Regions from separate parts of the Capra hircus genome. Here region 1 is linked to region 2. A link is a contact called in public Hi-C data. All regions are on one chromosome and are shown on one strand. The core of a region is the stretch at or near the end of the contact, and the rest is flanking DNA. Distances in the headings are between cores, read along the strand shown.

Region 1 (2,777 bases), core at 114-2,613, 150 kb before region 2:
GGAGGGGGGCCACAACCCCAGCACCCTGAGACCTGTTTGGGCTTTCTCTCCCACAGATGTTGCCTTTATCACGACTGTGACCTTCGTGTGGAAAGTGTCAGCCATCACAGTGGTCAGCTGCCTCCCTCTCTATGTCCTGAAGTACTTGAAGCGGAAACTGTCCCCGCCCAGCTACTCCAAGCTCTCCTCCTAGCCCCTCCCTGCACCTGCAGCTGGTGGCTGTGGTGTCTGGAGCACTGCAGCTGCTGAGAGGCTGTGAGGCCAGAAGGGCCCAGGTGACCCAGCCAGGCGCCGTGGACATCCCGCCCAGGCGTCGTGGACATCCCGCCCAGGCGCCGTGGACATCCCGCCCAGGCGCCATGGACTCACCCCCTTGTCCTCATCAGGCTGGATTTCCTTTCCTCCCCTTTCTGTTGTTTTTCAGAGTTTAATTTACATGTAGCACCAGCTTGAGTTTCCATGAATATGAGCCCTGTTACTGGAAAACACCATCGTTCTCTGCTGTTCTGGGAACTGAAATGAAAGTTTATTTACTATCTTGCAACTTCCCAACTAACATTCAGGCTCTTTCTTTGATGTCATAGCAGAGAGTCGCCCTTCTTCACCAGAATAAAGCCTCCATTCTGTCCAGGCCGTGTCTGCCACACCCTCCCCACACCTCCCACAGGCGCACCCCGGCCCCAGGCGCCCGCACAGTCTTTCCATGCCCACAGCAGCCACGCACGTGTGTCCGAGGCTCTGCTGTTAGTTCAGCTGTCCCCGTCCTGGTGTTTGTCTGCGTCTGCTGCTGCTTCTGGCTCCTGGCACTCGGGCGGTCTGTGGGCCCCTCAACGGTGCTTCCATGGGAGAGCGCTTCCTCCTCTAGGCTGTGCTCTGAGTCCCATCTGGGTGGCCACTTCCCAGGGTGCATCCCAGGGAGGACGAGTGACCCCTGGCTGCTCACTCTGGTCCCCGGCCGCGTCCCCACAAGGAAAGGCCGTCAGTCGGAAGCCCTTCACACACCCAGCTCCTCACTCAGCAAACAGTCCTGTGGCCCCCAAACAGGCAGACCCTGGGGTCCCGAGGAGGCTGCCCTGACTGCTGCTGGGCAGGTCCACCCTGCAGGTTCTGGAAGCCCTTTTTGCTGGAGTCATTTCGACTCGGAGAAGCTGGCCATCTGCACAAGCACTGTGCTGGCTCTCCGACTTCCGCTAAACCCTGCTCTGACCACCGATCCGAACGTCTCCTGGTGTCCCTCTGTCCCAGCGGGGGCCTCATCCCAAGCTGCCGGGAAGGGCCCGCACAACAGGCAGGTGGCACTGGTTTGCGTCCCTAGGACGGGGCGCGGTGGCCACGCCCCTGTGATCCCAGAGCCTCTCAGCGGGCGGTTCCTGCTCAGGCTCCTGCAGACGGCGGCCTGGCTGGGCTCCAGATGAACAGAGCGCGCAGAGCAGGTGTAATTCCGCGCAACTCCAGCAGGTGGCGCTAGAAACTAAGGAATGCAGCCAAGGCCGGCGGCCCAACTTCGGGCGCTTGGGTCAGTCAGCGGTCTGGGCTAGATGCCCCGCGCGTTCGCAGAGTTCAGGCACGGGCCTGTGTCCACGCGGCATCCACTCTGGACGGAGACCGGGGCCCCCTTAATGGTAAAGTGCGGGCGACACCTCCTGATCTCCCGGGATGACCCCGCCCGCGGCCCCTGCTCTTGTGCCTGGTGGCCGGGAGACTCTGGGTGGGCAGAACTCTGGGGCCCAGGAGGACCGAGGTCATGTACCGTTTTCCTAAAAGCAGAACTTTCCGAGTCTCACAGCCACGTGATTGTAAAGCCAGAGACCCTCCCTGCTCTTCTCCAAGCCAGTTCCCAGGCCTGGGCTCTGTGGCTGCCACAGAGAAAGGCCAACCCCAGCCCCTTCCACAGCCCAGCCCCACTGCCTTCAGGGTCGGGGGCCCGCCTGGCTCAGGGAGGCCAGCGTGTGGAGGGGCCCCCAAGTCCCTGCCCGACCCCCCAGTCCCTTCTGCCGACTGGGCGAGCAGCCACCGTGGGCCTGGCGGGCTCTGAGCTGGGGTGACGGGTCAGGTGGGACTCTCCGGCCCCGGTCATAGGATGCTCTGCTGGGGGCCGCGGGCCACGGGCCGTGGTGGCTTCTTCCAAGGAGGCCAGAGCTCCCAAGGGGAGGCTGGGCCCACACGGCTTGTCCATCCAGCCCTGCTCAGGCCCCTCGGAGCTCTGCGTCTATCCATCAGCTGGGCGGCCGGTCAGGACTCAAGGGAGAGCCAAGGGCGGACACAACCTCTGAGCAGCGAGTGAAGCAAAGGCAGGACGGGGTGACGCACGGAGGGGGCTGGGGTGCGGGGGCAGGGCCTCGGGTCCCCAGGCAGCGGTCCCCCGGCCCCTGTCCCAGTCACGCAGCCCGCGCCCGGGGCCAGCAGAGCCGGAGGGGTCCTCCCAGGCAGGCCCATGACCCACGCTGCCTGAGACACAGCCTGTGGAGCTGGGCCCCAGGGCGCACCCCCCAACAGCGAGGACACAGTCCACCCCCGGTTCTGGGCCAGGCGGGGCCCTACCCCCCACCCCCGCCCGCCTGCAGCCGCGCGCTTCACCCTCCCTGCCATCTCCCTGCGGCCCCTGTGTGTCTGGGTGTCACCAGGTGGAGCCCTCTAGGATGGCCTTGTCAGGTCTGAGCCCAAGTCCCAAGGTCTCAGGCGGCTGCGCTGAACCCTGGATGCTGTTTGTTCAAAGTGACCTAACATCGCTTCAGGGCTCTCAGGCTCTTCGCGACCTGAAAGTGCAGAGACCGGCC
Region 2 (2,755 bases), core at 101-2,600:
TGGGACAGGGGTCAGGGTGCCGGGGCTGGGACAGGGGTCAGGGTGCTGGGGCTGGGACAGGGGTCAGGGTGCCAGACCAGGGGTCAGGGTGCCAGGGCTGGACCAGGGTCAGGGTGCCATGGCTAGGACAAGGGTCAGGGTGCCGGGGCTGGACCAGGGGTCAGGGTGCCGGGGCTGGGACAGGGGTCAGGGTGCTGGGGCTGGGACAGGGGTCAGGGTGCCAGTGCTGGGATAGGAGCCGCCGCGCTCTGAGGTGGGATGCAGCCCCTCCTTTGTGGCCCTGGCCCCCCGGGTGGAGCCCCCAGAAGGCACAGCACTCCCACCAGGCATTCCTTGGTTTATATGACTGCACACCTGGCCTGTGGTCACCCAGTGCCCTGCTGGGCCCACCTTCCAGTCACAGCCCGTGGGGTAAAAGTGCAGCAGCTGAAGGCACAGCCTCAGACCCTGTTCTTGGGAGAGGCCGGCTTCTGGCCCCCTGAGCTGTGAAGCTGCGTCTGCAGGCTCGTGCCACTCAGAGGAACTGCTCCTGGATGACACCCGTGTGCACAGAAGAGACGGAGCCTACACGGGGCGGGCCAGGGGCTGCCTGTGGCCTCTGGCGGGAAAGTGCCCTCCAATCGCTGTGATGTGGGCAGAGGCTAGGGAGGGCCTTGGAGAGTGCTCCTCACCCCCCAAGAAGACAGCAGGGCCCCCAGGCTCCCATTCTCACCAGTATCACAGTGGAGTCTGCAGAGGAGCTCCATGGAAAGCTCAGCGTCTGAGCCACTGTTGCCTCTCCCATCTCCGACTCTGGGCAGACTCACGGCCTTTCTTTCAAGGCTCTGCGGCCCCCTCTCCAAGCCTCCTGCTGGCAGCCTGGCCGTCTTGCTTCCCCACAAGCCAGAATCAGAGAGAAGGTGGAGTGCACATCCACCTGAGGTTGTCACCAACCTTGTACACAAGGCTATCGGCTTTGAGTGTCTCTGTTCTGAAGAGAGGCTGTTCTGTCCGGCTCTAATCTCCCCTGGCAGCCATCTGGACTGGGGCAAACTCTGCCAGCGTTTGGACTCTGTACATAAGAAACTCCGACCTGAAATGTTTTTATAGGCTTAAAAGTTTTGGGGAAAACATTTCTTGAGAAGTTTCTGTAAGAAAAGAGCATTTATTTTGGTTCCGTGTCTACTGGCAGGTTGCCTGGCTCTGCACCCTCCCCAACCCCCGCGCCACCCCCCCACCCTCAGCTCTTTGTTCTAACTGGGCTTTCCAGCCTCTGCCCAGCAACTTGGGCTGAGAGCTGTTCTGAGAAGCGGGAAGGCTCTCAGGACGCTTCCGTCTGCCGCAGCACCACGTGTCCGCAAGACTGGGCAGCCCTCTGTTGGCGGGGGCAGGCCCCAGCCCGAGTCGGGCCAGGACAGGGGCCTCGGCCGGCGGGGGCTCCTGCCAGCGGAGACGCTCCCTCTGGGAGTCTGAGTGGGAGGAGAGGGCAGGTTTTATGGGACTTGGAAAAAAAGAATGACAATCACTTAAAATATGTCACAAATTCCTTTCATGAGATGGACGGATCGTGGCCAGCCACACTCTCGGAGTGAAAGGGCGGGGGCGAGGACACAGCCTCCGCGCATGTCCAGGGGAGGCGCTGTGCTGAGCGCTCAGCTTCTCCCCGGGGCCCTGCAGTCTGCGTCCTGGCAGGTCCTCAAACACCCGCTGCGAGTGCTGGTCCGGGAACCTTGCTGTGAAGCTGGAAAGATGCATCTTTGCTGCCTGAAGATCAAGCCTTCCGAGCAGCCCTATCACAATACAATGGCACCCAGCGGTATTTTAATATGTGACTCCATCTCTCTCTAAGCTACTTGCGACACAGGTTTGTAAAACAACTCATTCAGTACAGTGTGCTCCCCTCAGTCGTGTCTGACTCTTTCAACCCCATGGACTATAGCCTGTCAGGCTCCTTTGTCCACAGGATTCTCCAGCCAAGAACACTGGAGTGGGTTGCTGCGCCCTCCTCCAGGGATCTTCCCGACCCAGGGATCGAATCCACATCTCTGTGTCCCCTATATTTGCAGGTGGGTTCTTTACTATTAGTGCCACCAGATACACCGGTAATGACTGTTTTTGACATTGATGACCAATGTCATCTTCAAATAAGTTTTCTGCTAATAAAACTCTGTGATGAGAGAGAGATCTGGAGGGGGAGAACGGGGCTTGGAGCCCTTGTTAGCTCCCAGCCCAGGCCGCGTTCCTGGCTGTCCCAGTGGGTAAGCGCCTCTCACCTGCTCCTGCGGGCATGGGCCCCTCCTCCTCTGCAGCCCCCACATCCTGAAGCCCCCCAAACTCACACAGACCCTGCTGTTGAGTCTCGGGTACCGCCTGACCTGGGTTCCATGTTTTTCATCTCAATGACTGGTGAAGACTATCAGACCCCCGTCTAGATTCAGTGGAGGGTAACGCAGAGAGCCTTCAAAGGCCCCAGGTAGCCACAACCCCCAGGCACCTACTAACATCCTCACCCCAAGCCTCCCAGCCCTGCCGCCCCTTGGCACCAACCACCACCCTCAGGTTTTGATGGTTTGATGCGGCAGCCCTCACAAGGCCACCAAGTCACTCACCTGAAGACCCCCTGTCGCGCCGTCCTGCTGTGTTACAAGCAGGGCACTCCTGAGTTCTCTGTAACCTGGAGACAGTCGCCCTGCGCAGGGGGCACCGGCCGGGGCCAAGCACAGGAGCCAACGCCTGAGGTCCGTGCGTCTGGCACAGGCTCTGCTTTCCGCCCGCA

Evidence for each region. A called contact is a pair of places that touch in the nucleus more often than the background predicts.
Region 1: a Hi-C map of blood shows a contact between it and region 2, with 5 times the contacts expected there. The contact joins two enhancer-like sites. A contact is called at or near these places in 2 of 5 Hi-C or Micro-C datasets (both in blood).

What each region holds. Positions count from the first base shown.
Region 1 is chr24:752,202-754,978 of ARS1.2, reverse strand. ATP9B (probable phospholipid-transporting ATPase IIB) reads left to right here. Exons shown (of 27, transcript XM_018039529.1): 27 at 57-631. The coding sequence ends at 193. Among named protein-coding and RNA genes, the nearest start is that of NFATC1, 11 kb to the right of the region's middle. Within about 2 kb of position 1,363, at least 3 of the 5 cell types and tissues checked have an H3K27ac peak or open chromatin away from gene starts, as enhancers often do.
Region 2 is chr24:601,821-604,575 of ARS1.2, reverse strand. No RefSeq gene overlaps it. Among named protein-coding and RNA genes, the nearest start is that of CTDP1, 16 kb to the right of the region's middle. Within about 2 kb of position 1,350, at least 2 of the 5 cell types and tissues checked have an H3K27ac peak or open chromatin away from gene starts, as enhancers often do.